2 separate regions of the Drosophila melanogaster genome follow, and region 1 is linked to region 2. The links are chromatin contacts, called in public HiChIP or PLAC-seq maps. All regions are on one chromosome and are shown on one strand. The core of a region is the stretch at or near the end of the contact, and the rest is flanking DNA. Distances in the headings are between cores, read along the strand shown.

What was found. HiChIP or PLAC-seq counts read pairs in DNA pulled down with a chosen protein or histone mark.
Region 1: an H3K27ac HiChIP or PLAC-seq map of the Kc167 cell line shows a contact between it and region 2, with 5 times the contacts expected there. The contact joins the promoter of z here to the promoter of mRpL14 in region 2. A contact is called at or near these places in 31 of 107 Hi-C or Micro-C datasets (the D17-c3 cell line, the Kc167 cell line, the ML-DmBG3-c2 cell line and 10 more) and 2 of 6 datasets of contacts at active chromatin or transcription factors (both in the Kc167 cell line).

The regions. Positions count from the first base shown.
Region 1 is chrX:2,444,569-2,449,328 of dm6, forward strand. z (zeste) reads left to right here and starts at 3,201. Exons shown (of 3, transcript NM_080312.2): 1 at 3,201-4,096; 2 at 4,218-4,759. The coding sequence starts at 3,729. It overlaps boi (brother of ihog), which reads right to left. Exons shown (of 9, transcript NM_166940.3): 6 at 2,322-3,029; 7 at 2,074-2,256; 8 at 1,843-2,009; 9 at 1-1,025. The coding sequence ends at 483.
Region 2 is chrX:2,342,013-2,347,198 of dm6, forward strand. mRpL14 (mitochondrial ribosomal protein L14) reads right to left here and starts at 2,637. Exons shown (of 1, transcript NM_080309.4): 1 at 1,985-2,637. The coding sequence starts at 2,523. The coding sequence ends at 2,038. It overlaps Raf (Raf oncogene), which reads left to right. Exons shown (of 7, transcript NM_001103397.3): 4 at 1-127; 5 at 192-332; 6 at 401-774; 7 at 840-1,858. The coding sequence ends at 1,419. It overlaps CG2841, which reads right to left. Exons shown (of 4, transcript NM_001258559.2): 4 at 2,937-5,186. The coding sequence ends at 3,522.

The DNA.
Region 1 (4,760 bases), core at 1,951-4,450, 100 kb after region 2:
TTCAAATTCAATATTTAACTAAAACAAAACGAAGCAGCATTAACGTTTAACGACTTAGCTGCTTAGCTGTTTTTTTCTTTTAATTAAACGTTCTGCTCGAAATACATTTTAATGAGCTCAAAATGAAAACAAAACTTGATTACTAGTGTTTTAGCACAAAGTTACTCGAGCATTTGAAACGACAGAAACTTCTGTTAATGGCAAATTCCCTAGTTCTAAGCTTAATGATTGGCCAAATTAATTGGTTTTTTGGAAAACTAAACAGTACCGGGTGCCTTAAAGCTAATATTCGAGGGTTTCGAGCTGCTCTGCCGACCTGTCCTACGATTATCTCAATAATACACATCTAGTTTCGGATCCTTAAGTCTACTTGAAACTGTCTGTTTTTGGGGAACCACTTTCGCTTGCCGCTTAGGTATATTTCTCCTCGTTGTGCTGCTCCGCCCACTAGTCCACTAGTTAGTTGCCTCCTCTGCGAGCCATCACACCTCAATACTGTTCAGACTGCCCGACGATATGTTGTCCGTGTGGCTGCCCAGGCGCGTCCTCTTGATCATCGCCCTGCTCGGCATCGGCGATCTCTGGACCCTAGGGCTCCCTGGCACGATGGGTATGCCCACCAGGCCACCCGGATGGCCGGGGTGGTGGTGCAGATGCTGGTGGTGCGGCGGCAGGTTGTTGTTGTTGTTGTTGTGGTGGCTCAGGCCAATATTGAGATTGCTGTGGCTGTTGTGCACCTGCTGGTTGCCCGAGGTGCGTCGCTGTCGCCGCAGGGATGGTATCCTGGTCGGCGTGGGTGTGCCCTCCTCCATATGAAAGCCCCCGGGCTGCTGGTGACCCCTGACACTGCGCTCCATCATCGGCGACGGCTGGTGCGTGGGTGCCTGTTGGTAATAGGCCGAGTGCGGAGGCACCGGCGGCGGCTGCTGGTGGTAGTCCAGTCGCTTGTGCATCAGAGTGGGCGTGCCAGGCGGATGGTACGGCTGTGCGTGGTGAAGGCCATTCTGATGCAGTCCAGAGTTGTTCTGTGGAACATTAGGAGACATAAATTAGCAGGATAGGGCACTAGGCGAATCGTTATTTCATGAGTGAATGAATGACAATGTTGACAAAACAATATCGGCTGGGGGTTGGCTTATCCTGATTGCGGAGGCGGAAAAGCAATAGCACATGGGAGTTGTATGCACAGACTGTCAGCAAGATGATGTTGTCAAAATTGGTATACAGTGTTTGTTTGTATCGGTTGGTATGCGCCCGTGTGCTATTGTTTTCGATCTCAATTGCAGGCTTACTTGGCCAGCGCCGTTTGCTGGTTTCTTGGGCAGCGGAGGTAGCGGCTTGCTGGGCGCCTCCAGCACCGCGTTCGGAGCATCCAGCTGCTCCTGGTCGTGTTTCTGAGGGAGATTCAGTTTAATTGCAGCGTCGCAGGCCTCCAGCGTTTCGCAGGAGGACGAGGCAACCGCCGGTAGCCCCTTTTCATCTTCGTGTCCGTCCTCATCCTGCTGCTCTTCCGCGTTCGACCGCTCCAGGGCTAGATCTCTGGCCATGCAGTTGCCATTTCCATTTCCATTCGCCAGCGGCGGCAGGAAACGCAGCTCCATCACGTTGCGGTTCTGGAACATTGGACTCTCAATTTGCGGGCGAATCTCGACGAGATTTGGCAGAGTTACCAAGCGAAAGTGACAGAGACAGCAAGAGAGAGGGCAAGCGAGACAGAGATACCACGTTCGAAGGGGTGTTTACAATTTGAATTTGAATTTTGACCAACCAACCAGCGAAAAGTTTTGGATGAAGCTGTGTGAAAATTGAGCTCGAGTTTAGACCCGGAAGTTCATGGTTTACCTTATCGGATGCCGTTTCCTGGGCCAGCGGATTGGGCGTAATATTCATCCTCGGAATCACTCCGTTGAGGCGCCTTACATCGCCACTTTTGTGGTGGCCACCAACTCCCAGGACGGCGGAGGTAACAAAGTCCGCTTGAATGTGTTCCAATTGCGGTTTGTTCTCATCTGTGTATGCAGAGATTTAATTTGATAAGCATGAGAATATTCCACTCCATTAAGCTGGACTTACCCTCCGGCTGAGAGTTTTCCCGTCTCTTTAGGCAAAGGCAGACCACCAATGAGGCGATGAGGAGTAGTATGCCTCCGCCAGCGGCACCTGCGATCAGTGGATATAAGGAGTTCTGGTGCTGTTCCACTGCCTTATTGGCTGGCACTGGCGTGGCCGAAGATGAAGCCGGTTGCTCGTGCGTTTCTAAGAAGGAACACAAGTTAAAACATATTTTAAGGCCATCATAGCCCAACCTGAGCTGCACTCACTTCTGGTCCTCGCTTGCCGAATAGCACTGAATTCAGAGGCTGCGTCGGAGTTGAACGATTGCAATTTGAACTCATAAGGGGTTCCTGGACGAAGGAGGTCTATCTTGAAGCTCCTGCTCATTCCGCCATCCACCGTGGCCTTCAAATACTCCGCTGCTGAGTCCGCTGGCCTATAGTAGGCATAGTACCCGTCTATATCCTCATTTTGAGTCGAGGATACCAGGGACCAATGGAGCACCACGGCCGACTCGGAAAGCGTCTCCACCTCGCGTAGTTCCGGCACTGGCAGATTCGACTTGGACGTTCCATTCTGCAGGAAGAACTTGAGGGAGGTGTTGCCCTCCTTGTTGTCGTTATTGGAGTACACCGCCACGATCCGGAAGCGGTAGTACTTGCCGGCGGTCAGTCCCGTAACGGAGGAGGTGAAGTTCTTGGGCGGATTGCCCATTTCATACTCCCTGTCCCGGTTCCGCGCCCGCCAGTGACTGTTCCCCTGGCCAGGCCCGGATCCGTGCGCGTTTCCGTACGGGATATTGTCGCTGGTCGTCTGCCAGTTCTTCCTCCGATTTTTTCCGTCGCCCAACATGCGATACTGCACCTTGAAAAAGGTGATCTGGAGTCCAGAGTTTTGTGGCACACTCCAGCGCAGCATCACGGACTCGTCCGACAGACGGGTGACATTGGGTCGTGACGGAGGCACCATGCTCGCTGTAACAAGCGTTTTTATTAGGTTTATTTTAATTAATTGTCTTGATGTTATTATTTACAATTCTGAACATTTGAATATCTGGCGTTGCCAGACCAGATCATCGATGTACATTTTCATATAAAATCGATGATAAGGAATAAGATCGGATAATTGCTATTCAGAAAGCTCATGAACACTAAGCAACTGACGGAACAATAAATTTATAGATACAAAAATGTAAATTGTTAAAAATGCTGCAGAAGTTAACTTGTTAAAATTAAACGTGTAAAAGACCAACATTATCGATAGATTAGTGATGCAGAATTTAGAGTACACATGATATCGATTGGTATCGACACTACGGCATCGATACCAACTCTCGCATATCGTAAGTGTTTACCAGCTCTGATATTCGAGTGAAAATGTGTGCGTGTAAGCGATTTATTTATTGAGCGGCGACTCTCGGGCGTCCAAAAACTTTTTTATTTCTTTATGTAAACCAACGCGAGCCAAGTCAAGTGCAATATAGAATTGGTGGCTGCATGTCGGGTGCAAGGGGTACCAAGACGGTGACTGACGCACACTAACACACGGGCGCGCGCGCTGCTGCGTCTGTGTGTGCGTGTGTGTGTGCCAGCCACTACTGTGTGTGTATAAGTGTATACAGCGAAGAAGAAGCAAGGACTCAAACTCAAGTGAAAAACTCAAAACAAACTCAAATGTCGGCGCAGGGTGAAGGGGGCGGTGCTGGCGGAAGCGGCGGCGGTGGTGCTGGTTCGGATGGAGGCGGCAATGCTGGCCAAAGCTCCACGGGGAGTGGCACAGTGGCGGTCACCAACGGAGGCAACTCGTCCGCCAAAAACCAGCTGCCGCTCACCCCGCGCTTCACCGCCGAGGAAAAGGAGGTCCTGTACACCCTGTTCCATTTGCACGAGGAGGTCATCGATATCAAGCATCGCAAGAAGCAGCGCAACAAGTACTCCGTCCGAGAAACATGGGACAAGATCGTCAAGGACTTCAACTCGCACCCGCATGTGAGCGCCATGCGGAATATCAAGCAGATCCAGAAATTCTGGCTAAACTCCAGGTGCGAAATAGTGTTTATGTGGTTGGAAAATGTTGCTAGAGTGGTCCAGGTTCCACAATTCCCACCTCAGCAAAATCTAGCTTTTAACTCCCTATCTTGTTATTTGTGATTTTCTGTTTAGACTCCGCAAACAGTATCCGTACAGGGATGGCAGCTCCTCAAATCTCAGCTCTGGTAGCGCCAAAATCAGCTCCGTATCCGTGTCCGTTGCGTCGGCGGTGCCACAACAGCAGCAGCAACAGCATCACCAGCAGCATGACAGCGTTAAGGTGGAACCCGAGTACCAGATTAGTCCCGATGCCTCCGAGCACAATCCACAGGCGGACACATTCGACGAGATCGAGATGGATGCCAACGATGTGAGCGAGATTGACGAGGACCCAATGGAGCAGCAGCAGCAACAGCAGCAGGAGGCTCAGGCCCAAGCCCAAGCCCAAGCCCAAGCTCAGGCCCAAGTGCAATCCGCCGCCGCCGAGATGCAGAAGATGCAACAGGTGAACGCGGTGGCTGCGGCGGCGGCGGCCAATGCCACCATGATCAACACCCACCAGATAAACGTGGACCAGATCAGTGCTGAGAAGCTGACTCTGAATGATCTGCTGCACTTCAAGACAGCTCGCCCCCGCGAGGAGATCATATTGATTAAGCACCCAGAGGCTACCGG
Region 2 (5,186 bases), core at 1,387-3,886:
TCGTCCGCCGAGGATCAGCCAAGACGATCGATCCAATTCCGCGCCAAATGTGTGCATCAACAACATTCGATCGGTCACAAGCGAAGTGCAGCGCAGTTTGATAATGCAGGCCAGACCTCCTTTGCCGGTGAGTCTAAATATTTGCTGTTCATATAATTTTGTGGCTTAACATATGTATGGATTTCTTACAGCATCCGTGCACAGATCACTCCAACTCCACGCAAGCGTCGCCCACGAGCACCTTGAAACACAATCGTCCCAGGGCCAGGTCCGCCGATGAGAGCAATAAAAATCTGCTTTTAAGAGACGCCAAAAGTTCCGAGGAAAACTGGGTAAGCTAAGATTACTTGTGCGGTCACTCACGTATTTAAAATAATCAAAAAATGTTATATTCCTGCAGAATATTCTGGCGGAGGAGATTTTAATTGGGCCGCGCATCGGATCGGGTTCCTTTGGAACCGTTTATCGCGCCCATTGGCACGGTCCCGTGGCCGTAAAGACACTCAACGTGAAGACACCGAGTCCCGCCCAGTTGCAGGCGTTTAAGAACGAGGTGGCCATGCTGAAAAAGACGCGCCACTGCAATATCCTCCTCTTCATGGGCTGTGTATCCAAACCATCTCTAGCGATTGTGACCCAGTGGTGCGAGGGCAGCAGTCTCTACAAGCACGTCCATGTCAGCGAAACCAAGTTTAAATTGAACACGCTCATCGATATCGGACGTCAGGTGGCCCAGGGCATGGATTACCTGCATGCCAAGAATATCATTCATAGGTGGGTTTCCGTATGGTCATCAGTTGTAATCGGTTAATAATTATATTTTCATTTCTCTCTTTTAGAGACCTCAAGTCAAACAACATCTTTTTGCACGAGGATCTTTCCGTGAAGATAGGCGACTTCGGATTGGCCACTGCGAAAACTCGATGGTCGGGTGAAAAGCAAGCCAATCAACCCACGGGCAGTATTTTATGGATGGCTCCAGAGGTGATTCGCATGCAGGAGCTAAACCCCTACTCCTTCCAGTCGGACGTTTATGCCTTTGGTATCGTGATGTACGAACTGTTGGCGGAGTGCTTGCCCTACGGTCATATTAGCAACAAGGATCAGATCCTGTTTATGGTGGGGCGAGGACTTCTGCGTCCGGACATGAGTCAAGTGCGCTCGGATGCGCCGCAGGCATTGAAGCGCTTGGCCGAGGATTGCATTAAGTATACCCCCAAGGATCGACCGCTCTTTAGGCCGCTGCTCAATATGCTGGAGAACATGCTGCGCACTTTGCCCAAAATTCATCGCAGTGCCAGTGAACCAAACTTGACGCAATCGCAGCTGCAGAACGATGAGTTTCTGTATCTGCCCAGCCCGAAAACGCCGGTGAACTTCAACAACTTTCAGTTCTTCGGCAGCGCTGGGAATATCTAGACAGCGACCTGTACCTGTACTTACATATATCCTGCGTGATCAACGTGATCCTACATCTATATACTTTTTGTTCTTGTCCCTCTGTACATAAGCGATTCGCGAAGGGGACGGCTTTGGTTGTCCACCAAAGTGAAAGAGAGAGAGAGAGAGAGAAAGAGAGAGAGATGGGTTGCCTGCCGACCCGGGAGCGAAACTTGCTTCTTTCCTTGGAACTGACAAAGTGCATTTCTGTTACCACACACAAAACGACTACAAACTGTAAACTAAACTGCAACGCCCATGTGTACATAACTGCATCATAACTTATATACGTTAGGCAAGACTACTGAAACTAAACTAAACTAAACTAAACTAGCTGATCGCAATTACATTATACACATTATACTTATACTACAAGAGATGGTGTTGTTTCTGGAGTCGAGCACGATGAAGAACATTTAATTCAGGTATTATTTGTTATTCATTGTCATTAACTACTTCTTGGTTTATGTTTACACACAAGGTTCTAGGAATTTTTAAGTATGGAACCACCCAGCCGTATATTCAATTAGAAACACCACTCATTCAGTTGGATAAACTTTATTCATTTAGCAACAGAAAGGCGTGATCCGGAGGATCCTAAACATATCTGCTGGCGATGGCCAGAACCTTGGTGTAATCGGCTCCTTTGGCCAGCGTCTTCTCCTTGAGGATGGTTCGCAGGATCGTGGGAATGGGCACATGGATGCGAGTGCCCAGCGGACTGCCATTGTCGTCGATGAGCACCAGGTTGTTGCTATCGAATTTCGGCTGTTTGGGCTTCTGGTTCTGCTTGAGTCCCACGAGAATGCCCTTCTTCATCTGTCCCTTGATGGCCACCAGCACCTTATCGCCAATGAAGCCGACTCCGCGTTTGTTGTAGACATGGATGCACCTCGGTGGTCGCCCCTCGGCCATCGCTTTCTTTCCCAAATCGCTGTTGTCCACCACCCGTAACCGGGCCAATTTCCGGATTTCGCAGCACGCCGGCGTTGTGTGAATCAATTGCTGTGTTTGCTGGCCGCCCAGGGTTACCGCCAGTGGTTGGGCCACTTGTCTAACTGTTTTCAGGATGCGCAGCGCCATTATTCGCAGGTATTATTGTAGTTCCTATTTTATTTAATTCATTAAACTCAAGGGAAACGCACAACAAAAATAAATTATACAATTCCTTTTAATCGTACGACAGCGTTGCCACATCGCGGCGAAAATACCATATGATTTAGCTACAGCGCAGTTATCGATGTTACGACCTAACAGAGCAAGCAGCTGTTAAGAGCGGACTATTTGAACAGTACTGTTAAAAGGCAAGTTTTATTTTAATTCAAATTATTCCTCGTTTCGTTTTTTAATTGAAAATTGGCTTGTTGAGAATAATTCAGGTCAGTCGATCGTCTTTCAACAACGATCACAGTCATTAGCAAAACCAACCGTTATTCTCGTCACCCTCACTTTTTAAACATCCAAGTGCGAGGTACAAAGAAACACACATTTAACTTCTGTTTTTATTTTTTTATTTTATTCAGTTTAATACAATGCCATATATATATATACACATCAGCGCATTAACTGCAGTTGTTTAAAAATAATTTATTAGCATTAGTAACTCTCGGTATTGGGCTAGTTTGTTTCGCTACCGTTTGCTTTTATTTATTTGACACGACTAAGTAGACCAGTCCCATTGGTTAGAAAATTGGTTACTATATTTCACTATGACGTAAGAAATATTATATCGGCATAATAACATACATATATATATATAGATATATATTTATATAGATAAATTTTGCGCTTTTCGTTTTCTTGTTAATTTTTTGGGTTCTCTTGTGACCTAATGACTAAAACAAACTTTTAAAAAACTACATAGTTCATAACAAAAACTAAGATTAGTTAAAAAAATGTGGGGGGGGGGGGCACTTTAAAAGCACGGGGATGAGGTGAAAATAAGTTTTACTAAATCTTGGCTTTATCGAAATTATATACAAACTCAACACAAAATGTATTGTTAACGGTTTAAAAAATATATAACTTGTGCGCTGCTTCAATAATTTTTGCCCGACTCTCCTCAGTTCACTTTCAAAAACTTAGGATCGGTTGAGGTCCTCGCGTTTGAAGTTCCGTATCGCGTCCAACAGTTGGGAGCGCGGATCAGGCGCGGTGGGACCACTGCGTCCGCCGTTGGTTTTCACGGGCTGCAGTGCCGGAGGCGGCGGCGGAGGGGAGGGTGTGGTCGCTGGCTGGACAGTGGGCTTGAGTTTGACCTGCAGGCTCACCGGCTTAGTTTCTGGCTCCTGGAGCTTTACCTCCACTTTGGTGGACTTCAGAGCGACGTAGCCACTTATTGACGGCGGTGCTGGTTTGCTTTCTGGCGGGGACTTGGGCGCGGTAGCTGAAGAAGGAATGCTTTCGTTCACGGACACCCTTATTCTCAAGGCCTGCTCCTGTTCCTGCTGCTCCTTGGCCAACATACGTTCCTTGAAGCCTGTGCGGCGTAGAGTACTCTGGCCAAAGGGCGCTGGTGCAGGATTGGCTTCCACTGGTCTGTTCCTCTCCAAACTGGAAACAGGGCGTGGAAGGGAGTTCATGGTCAAGTGGGAGACCATTTGGTTGTTTTGGGCAGCGGGTAGAGTGAATCGATTGCTTTTGGCTGGACGCGGCAATGTAGAGGAATGGTTTTGAAGGGAGTTTTGGTCCTGATCCAGTGGTTTTTCTATACGTTTTTGTACCGGCTTCACCGGCGTTTTAGGCTTTACTTTAACTGAAACACTTTCCTTTTCGATTTCTTGATCCTTTAGCTCCTGGACCTCCGGCTTCTCCTTCTTTTCCTGCTGTTGATTTTCCAAAATCTCATCCTTTAGTGGCTTAACCGTAATGGGAACATGATACTCCTTTCCCTGCGGAATACCCATCCTCAAAATGGGTGAAGCCACTCCGATGGTGAGCTTGGAAGGCGGTGAAGTCAACTGTTGCGACTTCCCTGCCCCGCCAAAGATATAGTCGCCTTCGTTCTTAATGGCCACAGTGGATTTGGGTCGCTCGCTCCAGGTGGCGAAATTAATGCTCGGTGGTCCGGAATACCGATATGTGGTTGGCAGAGGCTTGGAGCTCGGAGCTGGTTCATCCCGCTGGCTTTGTTCAATTTCCGCCATTGTGTTATTGGGGTTTCGTAAATTAACCGGACTGACTGGAGTGGCTGGGGTATTTGGAGGAGTTATCGTGGATTGGGAGCTCTCATTGCCTGATGATTCCTCCTTGACTGCTTCAACTTTTGGGAATGGATCTGGGACCTTCTTGACAGCTGGCGGAGACATCTTTGACACAATAACAAATGACTCCTTCATGGACTCAAGTGGCGGCGATTCTTTCTGTACAACTATCTCCTTTTGATGCAACGAAACAGCTTGCTCCTCGACAGATTTCACAGCTGGAGGTAACGATGGCCTTTCAACTGGAGAAGTTCTCTGCTCTTGTACGGCAGGAGATGACTTCTGCAGTGCAGGAGAAGACGGATAAGGTTCCTGCACAGCTCTGAAAGTCGGAGATGTAGGTTTCTCAACTCCAGGATTCGACTTTTTCGGGACAGGCGTAGGTGACTGTTGCGAAGCTTCAGAACGAGAGGAACTGATGTCTTTTACTCCATCCACTGATGATTGTTCTTTGGCCAGGCTCTCCAGCTGCTTAATGATCTTTGGTTGCTCTGTAACAGGAGTAGATGCACTGCCTCCACTTTCGGCCAGACTGTTCTTTCT